2 separate regions of the Mus musculus genome follow, and region 1 is linked to region 2. The links are chromatin contacts, called in public HiChIP or PLAC-seq maps. All regions are on one chromosome and are shown on one strand. The core of a region is the stretch at or near the end of the contact, and the rest is flanking DNA. Distances in the headings are between cores, read along the strand shown. Region 1 overlaps Trdn (triadin). Region 2 overlaps Rnf217 (ring finger protein 217).

Region 1 (6,495 bases), core at 2,977-5,476, 1.8 Mb after region 2:
ATTCTTTGTTTAGCTCTGTACCACATTTTTAATAGGGTTATTTGGTTTTCTGGAGTCAAACTTCTTGAGTTCTTTATATATATTGGATATCAGCCCCCTATCGGATTTAGGATTGGTAAAGATCTTTTCCCAATCTGTTATTTAGTGTTTTCTCCTATAGACAGTGTCCTTTGCCTTACAGAAGCCTTGCAATTTTATGAGGTCCCATTTGACGATTCTTGATCTTACGGCATAAGCCATTGCTGTTCTGATCTGGAATTTCTCCCCTGTAGCAATATCCTTGAGTCTCTTCCCCACTATTTCCTCTATAAGTTTCAGTGTCCCTGGTTTTATGTGGAGTTCCTTGATCCACTTACACTTGAGCTTTGTACAAGGAGATAAGAATGCTCAATTCACATTCTTCTTCGGGGTAACCAACAGTTGAGCCAGCACCATTTGTTGAAAATGCTGTCTTTTTTTTCCATTGAATGGTTTTAGCTCCTTTGTCAAAGATCAAGTGACCATAGGTGTGTGGGTTCATTTCTGGGTCTTCAATTCTATTCCATTGATCTACCTGTCTGTCACTGTACCACTACCATGCAGTTTTTAATCACAATTTCTCTGTAGTACAACTTGAGTTTGGGGATGGTGATTCTATCACAAATTCTTTTATTGTTGAGAATAGTATTAGGGAAATAACACCCTTTAAAACGGTGTGACTTTAACTAAAGAAGTAAAGTATCTGTATGATAAGAACTTCAAACCTGAAGAAAGAAATTGAAGATCTCAGAAGACTGAAAAATCTCCCATACTCATAGATTGGCAGGATTAATTATAGTAAAAATCTTGCTGAAAGCAATCTATAGATTCAATGCAATCCCCATAAAAACTCTAACTCAATTCTTCACAGAGTTGTGGCAATTTGCAAATTCATCTGGAATAACGAAATTACACATTTTAAGGTATGTCAAGGACTAGTATGATTCCTAGCATAAAAAATGTATTCTTACTTTACTTTTGGGTAGACTGATAGACTAAGGTTGTTAGAGATTTCTTGAAATGTTTAGAATCAATTCACAGTTTCCTGTGCAAGCTTGTATTGGCAAAATCTTGCTCAAAGGAAAGGTTTTTAGCATTATAGTTTGAAACTTTTGATTTTATTCATTTGATTTTTAATTGAAATAAAGGATAATTAGTCGCCAACAGCTTTATATTCTCATCAAAAGCTCTGAAAATAATATTTATGGAGAAAAATTACTGAACTAGAACTTTTGATTTATGGATTATAAGAAAAAAATTATGGAATTTTTTGATAGTTGTAAAATACTAATTCAATATAAAGCTACCTCAAAATGAAATTGTCATTAGCCTATTCTTATTAGTCACTTCTTTTGTGACATTGGGTAGTCTTATTCTAGCTACTTTTATAGATCAATTATTTTATTAATCATCTCATGAATTCTCATTTCATTTTATGAGAAAGCTATGACATTATATAATTCTCAATTTAAAGACAAATATCCTATATCTAAATCATTCATATTTTCCATAAATGCCAAAGAATATCCTGAATTATTGATCCAAGAACAGTCTACGGGAAATACAAGTATCAAAGTCAGATTCAGATTCCAAAATAAAAATAGTTTAAAAATATTGTAAGGCCTGCAAGATGGCTTTGTGGATAAAGGGGATTTCTATGAAAGCTTGAAGACCTGAGTTTTACCCCCTCAACCTGTGTAAAGATGGAAAAAGGCTTTCTACTTCCAAAAGTTATCTTCTTGCTTAGGCACACAAAGCATGGTATAGAAATCCACATAAAAATGGACACCTCATCATATGAAGGTCATATATATATATTGGAAAAAAGAGAATCCTCAATGCTGGTCAACCTGAATGGTGCTTGTAGAAGAATCTAACTAACTACATTCATACTTATCACACTGAATAGAAATGAACTCCAAATGGATAAATGGCAATTCTGGAAATAATCTGATCAAAATCCTAATATCTAAAATATTTGGGTATATTTCACTTATAATTAATTTCAAAGGAAAACAAAAAAAAAAACATACTAGTAGATATTGAATAAAGTAAATGAAATTCCTGAAAACACAAATTCAAGCATGAGGTTCTGTTATAATGACATAAGTTGTATTGCACATATCATACTCATTATATAAAAAATAAAATAATAAAGAATGCCAAAAAAAATATTGTCTCTGGAGGAAGAAGGCTGTAAGCAATGTAACCATTATTAGGTAACTACTTATGCAAGAATGTAATAATGAATTACTACTAGTTTGTCAGTTTGTACCACATTCTTTCATCAAAATTGTATTGAATTAATATTATGAACAGAAGGAAGATTGGAATATGATTGTATACATAACTGAGCCAAAAAGTTCTGCCAGGACACTCCTACAGCAAATAAATTCAGCAAGGTTCTGGATACAAAACAAACTAATAAATATCAGTAGCCCTCCTATATACAAATGACAAACATTCTCAAACGAAAATCGGGGGGTGGGGGGAAGCCAGGTGTCTTAGGAGGCAGAGGCAGGCAGATTTCTGAGTTCAAGGTCAGGCTGGTCTACAGAATGAGTTCCAGGACAGCCAGGGCTATACAGAGAAACCCTGTCTCGAAAAAAACCAAAACAAAGCAAAACAAAAACAAACAAAAAAAAAACCAAAAAAACAAAAAAACCCAAAACAAACAAAAAAAGAAAATCAGGGAAATAACACCTTTCACAATAGCCTTGAATAATATAAAGTTTCTTGGGAGTATCTCTAAACAAACAAGTAAAAGACTTGTATGATGAAAACACTTCAAGTCTCTGTGAAATAAATGAAAGAAGATATCTGCAGATAGAAGGATCTCAAGTCCTCAAATTGTCATCATACCAGAAGCAATCTACAGTTTCATTGAAATTCTTATTAAAATTCTAACAAAATTTTCACAAATCATGGAAATTTTTAGGTTCACATGAAAACACAAAAACCCCATATACCTAAAACAATACTGAATAATAAAAGAACTATGGGAGGCATTACCATCTCTAATTTCAAATTACACTAAAAAGCATGCTTTAAAAAAGGTGTAATAGCAGGAAATCAGACACACTGATAAGTGGAACTGAATGCAAGACCCAGATGGAAATCCATATACCAATGGACACCTCATTTTTCATATGAAGGCCATATACATTCTGGAAGGAAGGAGTATATTCAATGAATAATGATGGCCAACCTGGATGGTTGCATATAAATGAACTCTAAATGGATAAAAGACATAAATCCATATACACTCAATCTAATAGATGAAAAAAATGGGAACAAGCTTTGAGCTCACTGGCACAGAAGAACAGAACTTTTTTTTTTAAATTTTTTTAGCAGAATAGGTTTGCATAGATACTAAGATAATCAATTATTAAATAGACCTCGTGAAACTTAGAAGAATCCACATGGCAAAGGATGTATCAATTGGACAAAGCAGCAGTCTAGAAAATGGAAAATGATTTTCACCAAATACACATCTGATAGTAGGTAACATCCAAAACATATAAAGCACACAAGAAGCTACATTTAAAGAAAGTAGCCCTATTATAAAATGAAGAACAACTCTAAACAAAATTCTCAATAGAGGAAACTTAAAATATCTAAGAAACACTTTTTAAAATGGTCTTGTGAAGATTCCATGCCCCAGTATAGGATAATGCCAGCCAGTGGGAGTGGGTGGGTGGGGAGCAGGGGAGGGGGGAGGGTATAGGGGAATTTCAGAGAGGAAACTAAGAAAGGGGATAGCATTTAAAATGTAAACCAAGAAACATTGCTGGAGACTTACCCCTTTTTTGGGTCTCCTATCTTCATGGAACGGGTCTCTAGTTTCAGGTGGGCAAGGAATCAGCGAATGACAACCAAATACTACATGAGAGAACGTGTTGAATTTGAGTGTAATTTTTCAAATCGAGCATCAAATTTTTTATACAGAAGAGTAACAAGAAACAAGGAGAGACTCATCAGCTGAGTTACAGTGACACAATACAAAAGGAATGTAAACATCAAAAGATGGCTGGGGCCAGGTCCTATTTACCACTAAGTAAATGCTAGTCTATTGTTAAGCCCACCACCAGGGGTTCTTAGTAAATGCCTGATTTATGCTGTTTCTTTGGGCCTAGGGAAGAAATCTGTCCCAGGGGGATTCCCTAACTCTTTTATGGTAAACCTACCCATTCACTAGGCCATTGTGTATTCCTTTGTTTGGGTGAGACTGGCTACTGTCCTAAGTACTCACTCTGCAGACTAGCCCTGAGATATTCTAGCTCAGTTCTTTGTAATGCCTAATTAGTTTCACTGTCTCTACTAGAAGTAAATTTGAATGTTACTGAATAGGCAACATTCTTACTGAATTCCTACTGAATTCCAAGCTCATGAGCTTCAAGGATTTTCTAGTACATTGAACACTGGTGGACCCTTACCTATGTCAGAATTCTTTCTTTGAAGGCATTTATAATAAAACAATACTGAAAGAGAGCATGTGGATCCATATACCAGAGTAACGTGGGGATAGGGTATGAGTATATGGGTTATGAGAATGCCAAGGTTCCAGGAGGTTGAGTTTCCTTGAAACTCTTTGCCTGGTGAGTGCTTCCAGGCCTCTCGACCTGTCAAACAGACTTCACTGGAGTGGATGTAGCAAAACATCTAATTAAAAAAAGAGTAAAACAATGGTCAACTTCTATTTTCTCAGGGAAAAGCAAATCAAAAGCACTTTGAATATTCATCTCACATAATGAGAATGGCTAAAATTAACAAAAAACAGTGACAGCTCATTCTGGATAGAATGTGGTATAAGAGGAACACTCATCCTTTGCTGGTGGGAGTGCAAAGTTGTACACCACACCCACTATGAAAATTAGTATGGTGATTCCTCAGAAAGATGGGAATTAATCTACCTCAAGATTCACCTATACGACTCTTGTGGTAGCTGCTTCATCCTACCATAGAGACACTTGTACAACCATGTTGATTGCTGCTCTATTCACAATAACCAGAATTTGCAAATAAGCTAGATGTCACTCAACAGAGGAATGAATAAAAAAATAATATATTTGCACAATTGAGTATTGCTAAAAAAATTACATCATGAAATCTGTAGGCAAATGGATGGAACCAGATGGAAAACTTCCAGAGTGAGGTATACCAGACTCGAAAAGATGAATGTCATATGCATTCACTTATGTGAAGATAATGGCTGCCAATTTAATAATATTCAATCTACAATCTGTAGAATAACAGGATAGATATAGAGAAAGAAAGTAAAGGGAACAGATAGGAAAATAAAACAGATAATTATGGATGAACGGAGACTAGACTAGGAGGATCAAATGGGGAGGATATGAGTTGTATGGAATACAGGGAGAGACAGCTAAAAGGTATCTATTGAGGGGTAGTGTGGAGGCTTAATTCATTAGAAGCTTTCTAAAATATATACACATGAAGCAAATATAAATGCGATCACCAAATAATGGAGGAGAATGATTCTCAACTGGACATTTCTTGTCACCAAATGAAACTTCCAGTACTGGGATTGGGTTACATCTAATTAAGTTGTTGGCCAAAGAGTCTCAACATGAATCCCCCAAACTCAGAATGTTGCCAAGTTTATAGATTGCTCTATACAAACTGAAAGTGCTCATTGTTTAAGATAATACCCAGACAACTCATTAAGCATAAAGATGTTGAGGTGATGCCTACATAAATCTCTATCTCCTACTTCCCATTGTCTTTGGTACTGAAGATGCTTTTAAAAGAGAAGTGTAAATATCAAGCCACCCACAAATACTTTATCTACAACAGTGTACTGCCTACAAGATATGCTGGGGAAATGGTGGCACATTGTTATTGGGAGTAACCAACCAATAACTAATTTGACTCGAGGCTCACCCTAAGAGATGGAAACCATTCCTGCCACTGCTTAGGTGAACAAGAACCTGAGACTATATAGCCCAGGGTCATATGGTAAAACCAAATAAGTCTGGTCCAAAATAGAAAGAAAGAAAGAAAGAAAGAAAGAAAGAAAGAAAGAAAGAAAGAAAGAAAGAAAGAAAGAAAGGAAAGAAAGGAAAGAAAAGAAAGGAAAGAAAGAAAAGAAAGAAAAAATGCAGTGATAAAATGACTCCTAATGATATTCACATGGATCAGTTTTTAATTCACCCATCATCAAAAAAGCTTCCTTCTGCAGCAGATAGAAACAAATACAGAGATCCACAGACAGACATTAGGCATAAAGTAAGAGACCTTCGAAGGCTCAGTCCTAAATGAGACATATCCATCAAATTCCTCCTTACAGAGTTCAAGGAAAGACCCTGAAGAGTTTAAGAACCAGGAGGAATGGAAGACACCAATACAACAAGAAAAATCAACATAAGCAAAATTTATGTGAACACACAGACTGAGGAAGTTTGCACGGGGCCTGTGTGGGTCTGCAGCAGGTCATTGGCACATAGATTATGACTT
Region 2 (6,420 bases), core at 3,336-5,835:
TGATGGGATTTTCCAGTCCCAGGTGAGTCCTGGTGGCACATGAAAAATCATTTTGACCAGCATTTCCGCCCCATGTATATATTTGCTTAGACATGCTTTATCCCTTTTTGTTAGAAGATCAACAGTCGGTATACTTGAGCTTGTATTTCAGTAACCTGCAAATGCTAGTCTAATACTATACAATGCTAGTGTCACTCATTCCAACAGTTAGTTGTATCTGTCTACTTGACACATTTGAGGACACCTAAGAGTGTCAATAGGGGACTGTGGAGATCAAATTGGCCTGTGGGCCTGTCTGAGGGGGGCTGTCTTGATTATGCTACTGTATGTGGGAAGCCTCAGCCTGGATTTGGATCCTTAACTGCATGAGGGTAGAGCGAATGAGCTGAGCAGTGTGTGTGCATCTATTCTTTCCTGCTCGGGCCTGTGGATAGGACCAGCTTGACTTCTCTAAATGGACGGTAACCTACCCTAAAACAACCCCCCTTTGCCCTACATGTTTTACGTTGGTGTATTTTATCACAACAACAGAAATAAACGCAGGAGCCTCACCTCACTTGTGATCATGTACACTCTGTGCTAGCGTTTCGCACAACCATCATAAGATGATAAGCATGGAATAAACACAAGAAGGTATGATGAGAAACTGCACTCTTACTACAATATTATGCCATTATCACTATTTCATGTAATTATTGACAAAGCTACCAATCTTATTATGATTAATCCTAGTGTGCCTAATTTGTTAAACTATTATAAGTATGGATGCACCTATAGGAAAATATATGCAGAGTACAGAGTTCAGTTCCATCCTCCGTTGTGGCTACCCAGTAAGGTGTTTAGAATGTATTTCCCACAGAAAAGGAGGGACTACTGCCTAAGAAAGACTTTTCGTTGAAAATAAGATACTCTATAAAAGTCATTTTACAATGATAGTCATATCTGTTTTTCCTTGCCTTGCCAAAACAGCTCACTGAAAGATAGCTGACTCCTTCTCATAGCCCTCAAGCTGATCAAAGGCAGCACATAACACTTTTAATAAACTGCTTAAACATATCATACTTCATCAACATTTGCCTTTGCATATCTAATTTATCAAAGGCATGATTGTTTACATATTATAAAGATATTAAAAGCTGTTCCAAATTAATTTTGTGAAAATGGCTATATTATCAAGAATCTACTGAGTCTGTGTAATCCTTACCAAACTTCTAATAACTTTCTTCACAAAAATAGAAGGAGAAACAAAGGTCTTAAATGAATAGCTGAAGCAATCCAAAGCACAAAGAACAACGCTACAGAGTCACAAGACATAATTTAAAATTTACTACAAAACAGTATCTGTAGGCAAAACCAAAACAAAGACAGATTGATGACTCAGAAGCAAAAGTCAGAATCAAATATGCACCAAACATCCACCAAGGTTTCCACAAAATGCCTAAACATGAACTGGAGAAAAGACACCTTCTTTGCCAAGTGGTACTGGGAAAATCGGCTTTCAATGTGTCGAAGTCTCACCCACGCAACTCAAAGTGGATCAAGGAGCTTCGTGTAAGACCTGAAACTCTGAAACCATGAGAGGAAAACGGGGAAAACATTTCAAGTTCAGACACATGATGGTTTATATTGTCAGATTAACAGGATCTGGAATCATCTAGTAACAAGGCTCTGGGTATGCTTATCCGAGATTATCTAGATTATCTGAACAGACATGAGATGATTCACATTAACTATGAATGGCCTTTCTTGGTAGTGTGGACTTCTGCACTGACTAAAGGACACATAGCTGAACGTTAACATTCATCTCCCCTTGATTCCTGACAATGGTTGCAATGTAACCAGTTTCATGAGCTTTCTTGCTGGCTGGTAGGCAAAATGAGTCCTTCTCCCCTTAAACTGCCTTTGTCAGGCTATTCTGTCAAATCAACAAAGCAGTAACTAATATATAAACAAGAAATTTCTCAAAAGGGTTAAAACATCTGAACATCTGAAATAACAGTGAGAACTGATGAAAGGTAGTTCATGAAATCATTAAATTTTTAACCAAGGTCACAAAACAAGGTGAGCACACTGAATGAGAGAAAATGACACCCCAAATCAAATAATCCCATTAGTAAGTGCATAAAGGAAACCATTAGACACTTTTCAAAAAATAAAGTATAAGGGGTGTGGGAGAAAAAAAATAAGGTATAGATGAACAATAAGTAAATGAGAAATGTTCAAGCATCCTTAGTCATCAAAACTACAGTGTGTTTCCATCACCCCCCAAAGCAAATGCTAGGGAGGGTGTGAAGGAAGAAACTCTGGATACTGCTGGTGAGAGTGCAAATAAGGCAGTCACTGTAGCTATCAGAAGGAAAGCTTCCCCCAAACAACTATTATATGATTCAAGTATCCTTCCGAAAGTATATTCAAAGGACTCTAAGGCTGCATTCCTGAGGAACCAGCATATCTGTTTAGTATAGTATAACTCAAGGTAAATTATAAAATCAACAGATTTCACAAGAAAGAATATGTGCTTCTTAGACATATATTCTTTCATATATAAGGCATAAAAGTGTAAGCAAGCACCCTTGAGGAACGGCGAAGGAGAGCTATAGGGAAACAAATATGTCCACAGTACATGCTGCAGTTAAGTAAAATGTATTTATGCAATTCATCACTGTTTATAATGAATATGACCAAACAAGGGTAGAAGAGCTGGAGAGATGGCTCGGTAGTTAAGTGTGCAAGTTAAAGGCTGAAGAGATGGCTCAGCACTCAAGGGGGCCTATTGCTCTCATAGAGAAGCCAGGTTCAGTTCTCAGCACCTACATGGTAGCTCACAACAGTCTGCAGCTCTAGTTCCAAGGGATCTTACACAATTATCTGGTCTCTGTGGGCACTGAGCACACATGTGATACAGGCAAAACACTCATACATATAAAATAAATAATTCTAAAACTGTTCTAGAGTGCATGCTATTTTTCCAAATGGACCAAGTTCAGTTCCAAGCACCCATGTGGAGTGGCTCACAACTACCCTTAACTCCAGCTTCAGAGGATATAATGTCGTTTTCTAATCTCTGTGGGCACCCACACTTACACCACACACACACACACACACACACACACACACACACACACACACAAATGCAAAGAAATCTTTTATTTTATTTTTTCTTAAAATAGGTGAGCCTGGTAGTTGTGGTACTTGCCTTTAATCCTGGCACTCAGGAGGCAGAGGCAGGTGGATTTCTAAGAGTTTAAGGCCAGCCTGATTTACATTGAATTCCAGAACCTCAGGCCTACACAGAGAAATCCTGTCTCAAACAAAACAAAAACAAAAACAAGCTAATATTCCTTATTGCTCCTGTGTAATCTGAGCAGTGAGCAATATGTGGGCAGGTGACTTGCCTGGCCCTTTATGAAAAGGTCACCATTTGGGAAATCAAAGTAGAATAAAATAAGGCAAAAAGAGTCCAAATTCCTGTAGAGTTAAAACGTTCTGCTAACATAAAATACAGTGAAACTATTCAGCTTTCCAAACATATTTTATAAATACTTAAAATACTGAAGTATTCCTGAACACTACCCAGTACCTTTCACTAATGATACCATCTACTTGGAAAATCTCTGACATTTAGTAAACACTACTCAGTAGATTGGCTTCTTCTAGTCATAAGCTGAACTGTATGTACATATTTATACTCTCCTAAAATACCTGCAAAACATACTAGAGCACAGATCTATGTTAAAGGTAAACACAAGGTAGTTTTCATATATGGAAAAACATCACATTGGCATTAACGCCAATTGAAATGTTACTGGTCTTATAATAAACATAGAATGTATCAGGAAATCCTCAGGCACTGAGGGAAATAAATCAGTGTGTGGGAGGGAGGGGCCACTCAGTTACTCAGCATAGACCCAACAGAGCAGACCTTTGTTTAAGCAGCCACTTTATCATTACATGCTTACTGAAAACAAAGAACAGGACAGCCACATCAAAACAGCACACTCTGTGGATGGCAGAGCTGTGACCCCAGAGTCTGAGTCATTAAATGCAGAGGAAATGTAACTTAGTACAGAAAAGAACACTGTTACAAAAATAAGAACCAGAAAAGGGAATATAGATAATTAAACACAATTAAATAGAGAAGCAAAGGGCACTTACTAGCCAACTCAATAAACAAAGGCGTGCATGGAACAGAACGACCAGTGCCCACTGTTGCTGTAGCACCTTTGCTGTCTACATGAGGAGAGGGTGGAGCTCTTGTTTGTTTCACAGGGTGGTGAAGGCTAAGCACTAAGCATCAAATTAAGCACAAAATTCCTTTCAAGAAAAACAAAAAGGCACTTTAAGGGGGAGGGGACACAAAACTGGCTCTAATGGGTAAAGTAACTACAGACAGTAACATATATAGACAGATACTTTAGGGCAATGGCTTTTTACACAGTGCCCCCAACCTACACAAAAGCAAGCAAGCCAACAGAAATCCATCCTAGACAAGGGAAATCTGGCAGGAGAAACAAGCTAAGGAGACGTCTGTCAGTGTTGCCTGGGAGATAAGACTGCAGCTGGTATACAGGGTTGCACAACCTCCAGGCCTTACAACAGAGTGGCTGCAGGCACTGGCAAGGTCTACTGCTGCCGCAGAGCACCCCCAACACCTTTGAAAAGCAAAAGGCAAGGCAGACATAATGCAGACAAGCCATCTGCAGCACCTGCATAATTGTGCAGATCCACTGGCCCCTCTGCTGTCACAGCAACTGCCTCCTAGTCACGTCCCTACTGCTATCTTCCCCTCTAAACACAGTTTACATTCCACACAGAAGAGAGAATCTTTTTAAAATATTAATGACATCTCTACAGCTGTACCAAATGGTCCAGTGATTTCTCATCACAGTTGGAATAAAGTATCGATTTCACAGAGGAGCGATAGAATCTGACCCATAGCTGGTCTGTGCGCCCTCCTCCACAGCTGCACACATGCTACTTCCTCCTGTTTCTGAAGAAGGCCAAGCCTTGTCCGATTCGAGCCCTCTGAAGCTGGGACTCCAGTCTAGGCTCTACTGTGTGGGAGGTCTTAGTTCTGCTCACCACCTTTCACCAGCTCTCAGCTTTTCTTCTGCAGCTGTTACATAGACTGATCCAGTCCCTTCTCCAACCATCGTCAACTACACATTCTATTTGCACAAGTGTGTTTTGATTTGTGTGTGTATGTGTGTGTGTTTGCTTACTCTAACTCACAAGTGTCCAGCCCTTAACCTACTTTCTACCACCTTCTACAGCAACAGCCACTTTTCAGATACCAGCCAAGTTCCAACTTTCACTACTTCTCAAAACACAGCTCTCTCTTCCTAGAACTGCTGTCTCCAACAATCCATAACATACAACTTAGTGTCATAGATCGCACCCTAATCTTTGCATGAGGAGCTTATTCTTCACATGTTGATTTTTTAAATGTTCTGGGAAAACTGATCATGGACTACTGTATAAAGACTCACCTGTCTCATAAAGATGAGTATGTGCTCCCAAATATTCTGTGCTCTGATTTCATTTTAATAGGATATGAACACTCAAGTTGTTCCTCCTTCCCACGCTCCTCTTATGCCCACTATGTACTGACGCTAGTGAAGGAAGAGCAAGCTTTGGACAGTGAGATTCCTCTCTGGAGAAAGCTGTGAAACTCTTGGCTGACTGTTCAATCTGTGATTTGTTAGTCCAAAAAAGATGACAAAATTAATTATTCCCCCACCTTGCCAGAGCTCTGGTCTTATGATCAGCAGCAGACAGGTCCTTCCATGACTATGCAGGGTTAAGGATGTGGCCACTGATCAACAAGTTGCCTGTGAGAAGATTGCCTACTTGACCTTGACCTCATTAGCTAATGCTCTGAGCAAACTTACAGGGTCCATTGAGATTGTAACAAACCAAGAGGTTACCGAAATGGAACAATCCATAATATTCGGTGACTTTTTTTCCCACATCTTAAGTTTAATGAACTAATTAACCATATAAAAGCAACGCCATAGAACTGCCTTTGTTAGTTTTGAAAATTTAGTCAGCTGTTGATGATCTGGTTTCTAAAGTCTGCATTCTGCTCATTTTGACACTGACAACAATGTATCACCTGAGGACAGATGAAAACTTTGCATTGTTGCCTATGTTTGATAATCCTTAACTGACTTTTGCCTCCCATGCACGGCTTATGGGAAAGTTGCTGCTGCTAAATACATAGCACACAACCAACCACTCTTGCAGCTAAATACACAGCACTAAATTTGTAAGTCTTTAAACAAGCAGATCAGAAATCTCTCTGAAAATCTTCATTTATACAGACACACAGAAACAAGCCACAAATCAGGGAAGACTTACTATGCTTTCTGCATCCCCTCCTCAGCCTGCCCTCTAAGCACTTCCTTCTTATTAAGACTG

What was found. HiChIP or PLAC-seq counts read pairs in DNA pulled down with a chosen protein or histone mark.
Region 1: a contact with region 2 is called in an H3K27ac HiChIP or PLAC-seq map of epiblast stem cells, with 6 times the contacts expected there. The contact joins two enhancer-like sites. A contact is called at or near these places in 1 of 39 promoter capture datasets (hippocampal neurons) and 2 of 115 datasets of contacts at active chromatin or transcription factors (embryonic forebrain and epiblast stem cells).

The regions. Positions count from the first base shown.
Region 1 is chr10:33,371,570-33,378,064 of GRCm38.p6, forward strand. All of the region lies in intron 21 of Trdn (triadin), which reads left to right. Among named protein-coding and RNA genes, the nearest start is that of D830005E20Rik, 120 kb to the left of the region's middle. Within about 2 kb of position 4,227, at least 13 of the 459 cell types and tissues checked have an H3K27ac peak or open chromatin away from gene starts, as enhancers often do. A contact at or near this core is called in epiblast stem cells, where this site is marked.
Region 2 is chr10:31,588,331-31,594,750 of GRCm38.p6, forward strand. The region is part of intron 1 of Rnf217 (ring finger protein 217); the gene reads right to left. Among named protein-coding and RNA genes, the nearest start is that of Rnf217, 18 kb to the right of the region's middle. Within about 2 kb of position 4,586, at least 134 of the 459 cell types and tissues checked have an H3K27ac peak or open chromatin away from gene starts, as enhancers often do. A contact at or near this core is called in epiblast stem cells, where this site is marked.